2 separate regions of the Pan troglodytes genome follow, and region 1 is linked to region 2. The links are chromatin contacts, called in public capture Hi-C maps. All regions are on one chromosome and are shown on one strand. The core of a region is the stretch at or near the end of the contact, and the rest is flanking DNA. Distances in the headings are between cores, read along the strand shown.

Region 1 (2,976 bases), core at 219-2,718, 490 kb after region 2:
AGTGGTAAATAATTCCTGGCTGGTACATAGCTTCTAGTTTCCCTTCATTTAATTAGCTCAGCCAGGTAAAGGCCGAGTTGTTTAGAATTCTTATTAAATTCCTACTGGAAAAGTTAAATCAATTATATCCCAAATGTTTAGAAAACAAAAGCATTACCCAGGAGTCTCAATGTTAAATCTCGGATTGAAACAAAATATACTGTATGATTTGTCTTAGGAAAAATCAGCTTCCCAACCATAACCTGAACAAGCTCTGACTTAAATGGAGCCATAAAAGTGCTTCCTGCGGTACTCAGAGACAAGAGCTAATAATTCCTTTGTGAACTATGAAAGAAATCTATCACTGAGGCTTTGTTGGCAGGAACACAGCTTTAGGGGGTCAAAACACGAAGCATTCCCATCCTGACCCCACCACATGAACCCCTAATTAATTATGAGCATCCTAACGTGAAAAATACTTTCATAACTGAAGGGCGACTTATTCCCATTCATAAGCAGACCACGAATCAGTCATAAATCCCCAAACACCAAGAAGGAGCTGCTCAGTTTGTATCTGTGTTGAACTTCCAGTGTTGCATAATTTATATCCAAAATCCACTCTCATATATCTACTAAAATACCCACTCTGACCTTCGCTCCCAATCCCAACTGATCAAAAGGAACTATAATCACTGGAACGCAGGTATCCAATCACAGTTCTGCTCTCTTGGAGCCAGGCAACTTTCTTCCCTTGATGAGTTCATCATCCCCTAGAACAGGTTATAGAAACTGTTCACATTTTGAGATAATAATTCAAAGTCTCTTTATTTTACACTGTGGCTCATCATCCGCCTGGCTGAACCAAGTGAGAGTGTAGACAAATGGAGCGGCCAGATTCCACGGAGCCTTCCGTTTATCCCTGCCTTGAGAACACTGCCCTCAGATCCATGCTCACACCCTGCAATGAACCTGCCCTCAATTTAGCAGCACTCTGCTTATGCCTCACAGACCTTACATCCAAAAGCAGCCTGAGCTAACTGGCAGCTCATATCATCTTTTTATTACAGCAAAACTTTGCCTTGAGATGCAAAATGTTTCTTGATTCCTAAAAGACAATGTTCTCTTTGCTCAGTGTGGCCAGGGGAGAAAAGCTTTGAAAAATTCTTTCAATCCCTGGATACAGTTAAATCTGATCATCCTTAAATGCTGATGATACAAAGTTTACCTCTACCCCAAATCACTATATGAGCAGAGAACAAGAAACCCTGCGGCAAATAAGTGCACCATAAGAGGTTCCTTCCATCAGTTTCCAGGGAGATTCTCCAACGGGATCCAGGAAGAACTGTGAAGAAGTCTTGCTACCAATTGCCACCAGCATTGGGACAGCTCAGGATTTTCCTTGGCAGCTATGGGGTCATCTATGTCTAAGAAGGGGCTTGGTCCATCCAGGGTGGTAGCAGAGGGCTCTTGGGCTGGGACAGCAGCTGAGCTTGCTTCAGACCAGACATCCCACGAGTCTGCTTCCAGAGAAGCAGTGTTCTTGTGGTTGGCATTTATCTGCCTTGTTCAAGGGACTCAGTCAGTGACCCCCACAGTGGGGTGCTTGACTGAAGCTCAGTCCCTCCAATCCACAAGGAACATATTGTGCTTGGCTCCCTACAAAGGCACATACAGCTTGTGAGTGTCACAAATGCAAGCTGATCACCCTGCTAAAAATAAGGTAAAGGAACTTGAAGCACACCTCTTTACCCTTTAGCTTATTAAGAGATTTAAATTTTCTAGGCAGGATATAACACAAGAGGGAAAAAAAACTTCTATATGAGCCACCATGTACAGCAGAATTAGATCTGCTGTACAACCAAAGAGAGAGATCCACATGGTGTTTGATTTCTTTCTCTTTTTTTTTCTTTTTAACTATTCAGGGATTATTTTTTTTCTTATGACACTCTCAAATGTGGTTAAGGGCTCTGTACAGTAAAGCCAAGATAGCAATGTGCTGACCTCTTTGTTCTTCTTATATTTCTGGGCCTGTAGATAATCCCTAGCCTCTGTTACCCTGGGGTACAACTTCTTATGGCTGGATGAGGCAAAGAGCTTGAAGACACATAAGGGAACTATTCATCCTGGAGGGTGTTCTTTCATTCTTCAATTACAGAAGGACCAAAGGAAGCACTGCCCTGGGGGAGGAAACACTGACTATCAATATATAAAAAGGCAGGATTTTCAAAAACTAGTTTGCCCCTGTTGTTCTTTGGAAAAAAGTTATCTGAGTTTCAATTGTCAGAGCCATTCACTCTTAAAATGAGAAGATGGAAATCCAAATGAGACTAAGAATTGAGAAGCCTTACCACTAAGCAGGACATGATGCACAGAACCTAGTACGAGTAAGACCCTGATAAGGGTTAAAGCAAGCCCCCTGTCCCATCCCTGTGCCTGGGCTCTAAAAGAAGATAAAGGTAGTACCCTGCTTTGTAAAGAAAAAAGGTGCCCCTGGCAACTTTAGAGTATTCTGCGAAACTGTAATATCTGGACCGATGTTAAAATGGATTTTCCCCAAGTCTGTTTGCAGTCATTGGAACAATATGAGGTAAAGAGAAGCCATCAGCTTGGTTTTGTGAAAAACAAATTGCTATCAGCCTAACCTCATTTGGCTCCACAGTGTAACAGGCAGATGCTAGAAAGCAATAGATGTTATCTCTGGAAACTTCTGTTAGGCTCTGGGGTCTCTTATTACTACCAGCAACCTAAGGAATTGGCCTTTGAATGAGTCATTTCGAGGCCAGTGGCTGAAGAGGAGAGAAAGCCTGGCTTTGGGAATGAAGGAGCAACAGAAGGCAGGAAGAGAAGTGAGGTGAGCTCACTTCCCTCTTGATTCAGGGGTAGGCAGACACCAGACCTAGCTCAAAGTGCACCCAGGAACTCAGGGTGGGAGTGCTGCCTGTGGAAAAATTTCTCTGAGCTCCAAGGAGTAACTCTATTTGGTATCCTTCTGTTTGT
Region 2 (3,168 bases), core at 245-2,744:
CTAAACCAACTGAAGGCTAAAAAGCAACAGGCCGTTGTGAACCAACGCTAGACGCCCTCTATCATGGTGAAAAGCTCCATCAATGAGGTATCTTCTTTAGTGGTGGTATGTAATGGAACTTAGCCATTTTTCAAAGCAATTGAAATGCATTGCTCTGGATCTGTTCCTTGGCAGTGGACTCAGAAAGCCAACATGTGGCTCCTCCCAGCCCATAACCAATATTTTTGCTGCTTCTGAATACAAATTGGTTGGTTTTGACTTCAGATTGAACTTACTGTAGCCTCAGATGATTTCCCCCCTCCGCCTCCAGGAAGAAAGAATGTTACTGCCTTAATAAAAAATGAAAAGAGAATGATGCTCGAAATCTTTCCAAATAAAATGTTCCGTATATTAGGTGTCTCTGGATGTTTCGTTTTGAAAGTTTGCTAACAGTGTGCTATAAATCGTTCATTCATTCATTCCTCCAAGACGTTCGAGTGCCTAGTATGTGCTAGGCATAGTGCAAGGTTTTAGGAATGTGCCTATGAATTAAACAGGCACTGTGCTCAGCTGATGCCTGTCTTAGGAAAGACGGAAGTTAAACAATTAAAATAACAGATGTGACAAGTGATAAAAAGAAGGGCAGGGTGAGACATGAGTTTATGACAGGAAACAGTCTGAGGAGAAATAGTTTGGCTTAAAACTGAAGAATAAATTTCCGTTAGGCAAAGCAGGGAATAAAATTAAAGCTGAGAGCCAAACTCAGAAATACACTGAACTTGTAGGAGTGAAGAGGTGTGATACCTTTCCTCACCTATCATAAGAGTCACGGCCAATACTATGACAAAAGATGGGTAACAAGAGAAAAGGGTAACAAATTTCTTTCATCGAAGTTTTACATGACATGGGAGCTTTTAGAAATGAAAACCCAAAGATCCAAGGAAATCTGTTCATTTTTATGCTTGGATTTAATGCAGAATGAACGGCCATGCAGAAATGTGATTGGGCAAAAGGCTGTGATCTAAGGCTAATAAATGGAAGGGGAAGCCCAGCAAGGCCTGTGTGTTCCGATTCTTCTTGGCTGCAGTCTGTAGCATTTTTTCCTCCAGGGATCAGGGCAGGACCCCCCTGGAACGAGGGTCTTATTACCTACTATCAGGCAAGGTAGGCCAGAGAATTTCTTTACCGTCACTGTCTACACAGAAAGGCAGGGGAAGGTTAGAGTAATTTTTCTAGGGTTTTATGGCTTGCTTTGGGGGAAAGGGGTTCTAGTTTCTATGACCCTCCTTAAGAAAGAGGAATTCTGCTTTCTGTGAGTTGCTTCAGGGGAGAAAGAAGGGGAGGAGACAGGAAGGCAGGAGAAGATCAGAGAGGGAGACCTTGTTTCTGAGGTTTCCTTGGAGGCTTTCCAGTCTCCTTTAGTTCAAAGTACTCTGCATACCAAAGTGCCACACTTTGGGGTTTCGTTTTTTTCTGAGCCCCAACAAACCCAATCATAAACAAAAGTCAGACTTAGGGATTGGTGCAAAACAATGTCTAGACTGAGTTGAGGAGGAATCTTTGGGGTTAGCAGTGCCCGAGATCTCCTCTCCAGCTTGGCGGGGCCTTACTTGGGAAGAAGTGGGGGTGCACTGGGGGGATGCAGAGGAGTTCTGCTGCAGCCAACTTCCTCAGTTGGGCTGCTGTGACAGAGAAGCTGGCCATCGATTTGGCATGATCACACTTTGACCTGCAGAGGAGCCACCCACCCACACAGCAGATAGGAAGCTGGGCTTTTGTGCCTAAGCTGTGTGTCCGGGCTTTACCAGCAACTTCTTCTTGGAGGTAGCTCCTTCCTGGCCTAAACACTGCTGCACCTTCTATACTTAGGAGGTCACTCTGTTCCCAACATATCAAGAGGCTATAGATATTGTTTCTTTCTATTTGTACTAGACTGCACTGAAATTCCCCTCCTAATCAGCAACCACTGTTAACAATTTCTTTTGTGTCCTAGAAATATTCTGTGCACATATCACACCCACACATCCTTTTAATAACAAATATTAGCATACCATAAACATCACTCTTTATTCCATTTTTTTTTTTTACTTAATACCGTGTCTTGGAGGCTGTTTCATATTGGTGCATACAGACCTACTTCAATCTTTCCAACAGGTACATGGTCTTCTACTGTATAGGCATACCAAACTCCATTTAACCAGTGGCCTCTAAATAGATATTTAAGTTGTTTTAATCTTCTGCCCCAAAAATAAGGCCACAATGGATAATATTATACCCACTTCTTGAGCACAGAATGTTAATTTTAATTCAACAGGTACTTATCAAGTTCCTTCTCTAGCAAAAATATAGCACATTGGGTAGTCAGACATGGATCCTCTTAAGTTTCCTCAAATTATTTTATTAAAAACCCTAAGCTGGGACAGATGCTCTAGCCAATCCAAACTTCTCTGTTTTATGTCTAAAGAAGCGTGTTAACCAGCATGCATGCACACATAAACCATAATAAAAAGCAGAATGTGATCAATGCGATAACAAATTTCTAAATTAAATATCACGGGACCTCAGGGAAAAAATTAATTCTGAGTAAAGGATCAACAAAAGTTTTTGGAAGAATTCAGTTGTGATGAATGAGAAGTGGGCAGGAACTGGGCCTTACTCATGCTGTTGTTCCCTACAGAACCAGGGACATTTCTAGATTTTTAGTAAGAGTTTCGTAAGTTTTAAAAAACTGATTTATATTAGTTATAAACAAATGTTTCCTGAATGTAGGAAATGCTGAACAGAAAGAGGTAATTGTGAGATAAGTTGTGAAATAGACCTACCTGCGGAGTATTTAGAATAGAATGGATTCCTGTCTGGAAATTATGACATTACGGTTGGTCTGATGCAATGCATTGGATTAAATGACCTTTTAAAGTATCAGTCAACTTAGTGATTTTGTTCACCTAGACTCACATTCACACACACACACACACACACACACACACACACACACACACACACACACAGCCCTAGTCTGTCCCTGGGAGCACAGTTGTGATCTCCACTGTAAAGACTGGGTAAACTCTTAGCCTGCCTTAGATCAGCCTATTTCAGACTGAGGCTTAATGCACCGGACATTTCCATGTGCTCTCAGTCCTTGGGATGAGCCCTGGGCCCACCTTCCTTACATTTACTATGCCTATCGTC

What was found. Capture Hi-C pulls out chosen DNA fragments and counts their contacts.
Region 1: a capture Hi-C map of stem cell-derived neural stem cells shows a contact between it and region 2, with 3 times the contacts expected there. The contact joins two enhancer-like sites. A contact is called at or near these places in 2 of 7 Hi-C or Micro-C datasets (induced pluripotent stem cells and stem cell-derived neural progenitor cells) and 1 of 1 other capture datasets (stem cell-derived neural stem cells).

Annotation. Positions count from the first base shown.
Region 1 is chr14:45,291,608-45,294,583 of NHGRI_mPanTro3-v2.0_pri, forward strand. No RefSeq gene overlaps it. Among named protein-coding and RNA genes, the nearest start is that of ERICH6B, 13 kb to the right of the region's middle. Within about 2 kb of position 1,469, at least 1 of the 24 cell types and tissues checked has an H3K27ac peak or open chromatin away from gene starts, as enhancers often do. A contact at or near this core is called in stem cell-derived neural stem cells, where this site is marked.
Region 2 is chr14:44,800,822-44,803,989 of NHGRI_mPanTro3-v2.0_pri, forward strand. LCP1 (lymphocyte cytosolic protein 1) reads left to right here. Exons shown (of 21, transcript XM_054665285.2): 21 at 1-393. Among named protein-coding and RNA genes, the nearest start is that of CPB2, 20 kb to the right of the region's middle. Within about 2 kb of position 1,495, at least 6 of the 24 cell types and tissues checked have an H3K27ac peak or open chromatin away from gene starts, as enhancers often do. A contact at or near this core is called in stem cell-derived neural stem cells, where this site is marked.